2 separate regions of the Lactuca sativa genome follow, and region 2 is linked to region 1. Evidence: chromatin contacts called from public Hi-C data. All regions are on one chromosome and are shown on one strand. The core of a region is the stretch at or near the end of the contact, and the rest is flanking DNA. Distances in the headings are between cores, read along the strand shown. Region 1 holds the start of LOC111899317. Region 2 holds the start of LOC111881444 (DELLA protein GAI1).

Region 1 (2,852 bases), core at 250-2,749:
CAAGTCCCTTGCCATTAAATCCCATCCAACCAAAACAATCCCAACAATTTTTCTATTCATGACACACCTACGTGTGGTCCACAATGCACAAGAAACCAAACATTCATGACACACCAAACTCCAATAAGAAAAAAAGAACATGGTAAACATGATCAAACAGAAAGATACTTTTCATAACTTCACATTAGGTGTAATTGGCTCAAATAACAATACACATTCTAATGCAATAGAAACACAACTTCTAATGCATAAAGTAAAGATTATTCTATCATATCATTGTGCTTAAAGATTCACTAAAGAAAAAGAGTATGAATGCAATTCAAGAAAAGAAAGAAACCATTGAAGTTGACACTTGGGGAACAAATGAGACACCTTTATTTCATTAGAAATTCATCGCTACAGCGTTTATTCAACTGGGAAATCAAATTCGAATTTTATCAAAACAGAAAAAAGTGAAACAAATCAAATTCTGAAATTGTAAATCAAATTGGGGAAGATAAGTTCCCTACATTGCATTAATCAAGAATTCAATGAGAAGAAACTTTGAAACTGTGTGATTTATTGAACCACGATTTCCAGCTGCCGGAGTTCTTCCTCGTTATTCCCACCGCCGCCGGCTTTCCATCGCCACCCTCCTCCACCGCCTGAGGCCTCTTGCACAGCATGAAGTTTCTAACCCCAAACGATCCAATAGTCTTTAATGGACTCAAAGCTACATCCAAATTATCAGAAACAAATCAGTTGGATCTAAAAAAACAAAATTGAAACATCATATATGATAAATTTACATTTGACAATACCTTCGGTTCCGGCGATTGGGCAATATAGAACGAAATCATGGATATTGGAACCGAGTATTGGGAGACGACCTTCGCGAGCATAAGATTTAAGAGCGGTGTCCATGACGGAAGCAACAAGCTCCTCCTCGTTAACCACAAAACGGATCGGTCCAGCGCTTCCGATAACAGTAATGCTAATCAGAAGCCGGTTTCCGCCGCCTCTCCCGGCCTGATTCTTCTTTTGCTTGTACATCAACATCTTTTCTTCGAATCAAAACACAAAACAAAATCGTTTTCCTTCTAAACAGAACGATTACGAAACAATTAAGCAAATTGAATCTAATAAAACAAAACAAAATACAAAGGTGGGACGACGGTGTCGGTGGGTGTAACGATTACGAATTCAGGGATCAACTCCGACGCAGCGGTGGTACCAGCCTTCCTTGCAAGATCCGAAGGAGAAAGCGGTGGAAAGAGCAGAGATCCCCCTCGAGGAAAGGGGGGAGATCATCAACCGATTACAGAAGATTTCCACCATTCACAATTGGGAATTCTGAGGGAAGAATTGGGGATAACGAAGAAACAAGAAAGTAAAGAATTAGGGTTGGGATCGAGCTGATTGCTTGATTGCGAGGTGTGATATTGAGATAGGGTTACAGGATCGTTATCATATAAAGGTGAAAGAAGGATGAAAAATCTGCCGACCCTTTCGAATGCACGTTTGCCAAATCTCTTATTTTTCTGCTTTTCGGTTATTGCGTCAATCTTGGGGATGGGTATGTTTGTCATTTTACATCCTAAATAGTATCTCGTGTCACATGGATATATTCCAAGTATATTTTTTAAGTTTTTATTTTTGTTTTTCTTCATAATAAATATTTTTATAGAAAATTCTGCTAAAATAGTATATGATATTCTTTGATCTTAGTCTATAAAGTTTCAAAGTTACATGTTTATTCTTTTTAAGCTAGTTTTGTTGTGTATACTTCATTAACTTAACCGGTGTTTTTTTGGCATGTTAAGTCATTGTTCAATTGCCCTTTTACCTAAAAGTTTAGATTTTCTATAAATATTTATCTATTTATCATTGATTAAGGATTAAAATTTAAAATTAGGTGGATACAACTCACATTCCTCTTCAGTTTACAACTAAGAAGGCCCTATCGGATTTTTGACATAATCAATTTAATTGACATAGACAACAAAACATTAGTTAACCCTAAATACCAATCCTCGGTTAATTGTTTTGGAGACTTATAATCAATTTAACTGACATAGACATAATATATATTTTAACCCTAAATCACAATCCTCACTTTATGATTTTGGAATTATTGCTAGTTCTCAATAGTCAATACCAACGTCCAAGCCAAGGCAATATTCTAATTTTATTATACATTTTAATTTTTTTTGTAATTTACGATTAATAACATTATTATGACCAGTGACCAGTAATTTGATATATATATATATATATATATATATATATATATATATATATATATATATATATATATATATATATATCATTTCATTTCATTATTATATATGAAAACCTTTTTATTGTCGTGCCTTCGATATCAATATAAGTCGTTTCTTTTTAGGACACGTCGCCTTACTTTTGAACGACACCATAGACATAACCATCGTTTCATATGATTCGTGTTGTTCCGTATCCACTTTACTTTCTGGAATTCTATACTCAAACACTTCCCTCCTCGCATCGTCCACCCTTCTCAATTCATCCACATATCCTCGTTCTCCATTAACCACAACTCCGAATTCTTATTTAAGAAAACGTTCGACTAAATCCTTCACAGAAAAACTAACCATCGCACCGCTCTCTTTATCACTTTATAGGTGGTGTCGATTCAAAACATGTATCCCACTGCTTCCATCATGCATCAGAACACCTATATTCTCTCTTCTACAAAACTCATTAAACTCTACGTGTATATGAAAGGTTAGAGCAAATCATATGGCATGTTGAAGGTGAAGCATATTACGCGACAACCGCAATCAATTATCTGTCAATTGCCTCTTCCCTGGTTCCCCTAAAGCCTTCCCTATACC
Region 2 (2,852 bases), core at 152-2,651, 240 kb before region 1:
ATTTTAAAATATAACTAAACTTATTAAAATACTTTTAATCCTTATGACGAATGAAATGACAGGCTGGATCAATAAATTATATATATGATTAGCAATAGCTAAATATAATCCCCGATAATATATCTGCCTATTGCATGTATTCAATGTTTTATCAACAACTTTAAGATCGTTTTCTATTCAATGAGAAAAAGAGATATGTTTTACTGCAATTTACCAAGAAAAGTCAAATTGCAATTGGTTTGACCTCGTAAGTCAAAACGACACTACCAATAGGATTGATAGGGACTGAAGCATAAGTCATCAACTCCTTGAGCTTGACCAACTTGTATACTTGTTGATTGCTTAATCGTTGCATGTATTATAATGTATGTGTAATTGTACCTGTTCAAAAAAAAAATCAAGGATTACTGCAAGTAGAAGATTAAAATTTGGTTAATGTTACCTTCAAAAAGAATTGGAAACTCAGACAACATACCAACTTTTAGTTGAAGCTCAACAACATCAAGGCTGGTGGCTTGTGATTCATTAAACTCGCCATCTTCGTTTACATTAATAGTAAATGTTTTTGCACATCAACTGTTTGTTAAAATGTCAAAGCAAATAAAAGCGATCAACAAACAATTGACAGAGTTTAGATTACCAAGATTGTGAAAGGGGTTCGATAGAATTAGTCATGAAATTGAAATTACAATGAAGTATTTGTATTAGAACTGTTTTTTACCTTCAAATTAAAACCGAACCAACACAGAATAGTGTGATCTCACATAGTATAATCTTCGATCTTCATCCATGTACTTCGAGAACTACTTTAAGAGGTAGAAATTCGAGGAGCTTGGTGGGTAAGAAACTAAGAGAAGAAGCGAGGATTAATTCTGACGAGATATGAAGTCGAATAAACCCTAGTCAAACCGATTCAATTTTGGAGATGATTTGTTTCCTGATTTCTGGCGAATTAGTTTTTGATTTGTTGATGATAATTTCTTACTGATTTTATGGGGTGCATTATTAATAAGAAAGAAAGTAAACTGACGAGGAAAATTAGGAAATAAAACAGGCCAAAATGTTCGAGCCGGAAAAGATAATAACGGCTTCTTATAAGGAGGACACGTGGCATATAAGAACGTAGAAAAATTGACACGTGACAGTTTAAAGAGTCTTTTATTAGAACAGAAGACTTAAACAAATATTTTTATCATACACTTCTACTTACATGTAGTTTTTACAACCACAACATATATTTCCATAATCATAAATAAGATGTATTATAGTTTTTATTTCCAATTCATCTTTTTGCTATTAATTATTATTCCACACTTGGAATTTATTTCACATGATTCCTTTCGTTACAATTATTTTATATACCATATAAAAGTTATAAAGATGAAAATTTGATGTTGTGTGAAGGAGTATATATTTTTTTGTTGTGATGAAGATAGAGAAGAAGAGGGGTTGAAGTTGAGGTTGAGGTTGAGGTTGTGTTGTGTTGTGTTGTGTTGTCCGCCTGTTGGTTCATCGATTATCGCGCCCACCCCTCACGAGCGTTTCTTCATCTCTCTCTCTCATCTCCACACCACTTGTATTTGCTGTACCATTTTTATACTTCCACCTATCATCTTTCTCTCTCTGATAATCACTCGCACTATCATCGCTTCCCCCAATCACAAATGCTCAGATTCTTCCACCCATTCACAGATTGTTAACCCATACCCCTTTTCCCGATCCCCAATCGGTGGATTTAAGTTCTACAGAAAAGACTCTGAAGAAGAAAAAAGAAAAAAAAGATGAAACGAGAATACCCACAGCAGGATTACACCTTCTTTAATGGCGGCAGTTCCACTTCCGCTTCCGCCTCCACCGCCGCCGCCTCTGGTTCTGGGTTTTCAGATGTCACCGGGAAATCGAAGATGTGGGATGAGGTTGAAGAGCAAGACGCCGGCGTTGATGAGCTGTTGGCGGTGCTTGGGTACAAAGTTAAGTCGTCTGATATGGCTGATGTTGCGCAAAAGATCGAGCATCTGGAAGGTGTTTTGGGGAACGATGATGGGTTGTCTCAGCTTGCTTCTGATTCTGTTCATTATAACCCTTCAGATCTATCTTCGTGGCTTGAATCAATGATTTGTGAGCTGAACCCCACAAATCAACCCACTGTTATAGATGATTCGTTTGTGAACAATACCTCCTCTGTAACTCCGTCAGCTGTGGACTCATCTTCTGTCTTCGTTGACGATCTACAAAGGATCCCCGGAAACGCAATTTATCCTCCGGCGAAAAAACAAAAACCCTCTTCTCCGTCGACCGGTGCCTCCTCCTCGTACAATCCGAACCCGATTGTTCTTGTGGATACACAGGAAAACGGGATCCGACTTGTTCATACTCTGATGGCTTGCGCCGAAGCTGTCCAGCAAGACGACTTGAAACTAGCTGAAACCTTGGTGAAACAAGCCGGAATTTTAGCTGTCTCTCAAGCCGGAGCTATGAGGAAAGTTGCGACGTATTTTGCCGAAGCTCTTGCTCGAAGAATCTACCGGCTATACCCTAAAACGCCACAAGATTCGCCGGCGTTCCAAGATCTTCTTCAGATGCATTTTTACGAAACCTGCCCTTATCTCAAATTTGCCCATTTTACGGCGAATCAAGCTATCTTAGAAGCTTTTGCAGGTAAGAAGAAGGTTCATGTGATCGATTTTAGCATGAAACAGGGTATGCAGTGGCCGGCTCTGATGCAGGCTTTGGCTCTTCGACCCGGAGGTCCGCCCACTTTCCGATTAACCGGAATTGGGCCACCATCAGGTGATAATACGGATCATTTGCAGGAGGTTGGTTGGAAATTGGCTCAATTGGCTGATACAATT

Evidence for each region. Hi-C and Micro-C count contacts between places; a contact is called where the count stands out from the background.
Region 2: a contact with region 1 is called in a Hi-C map of leaf, with 5 times the contacts expected there. The contact joins the promoter of LOC111881444 here to the promoter of LOC111899317 in region 1. A contact is called at or near these places in 2 of 4 Hi-C or Micro-C datasets (leaf and seed).

The regions. Positions count from the first base shown.
Region 1 is chr8:65,587,041-65,589,892 of Lsat_Salinas_v11, reverse strand. It overlaps LOC111899317, which reads right to left and starts at 1,499. Exons shown (of 2, transcript XM_023895169.3): 1 at 801-1,499; 2 at 353-712. The coding sequence starts at 1,038. The coding sequence ends at 528.
Region 2 is chr8:65,830,130-65,832,981 of Lsat_Salinas_v11, reverse strand. It overlaps LOC111881444 (DELLA protein GAI1), which reads left to right and starts at 1,401. Exons shown (of 1, transcript XM_023877838.3): 1 at 1,401-2,852. The coding sequence starts at 1,782.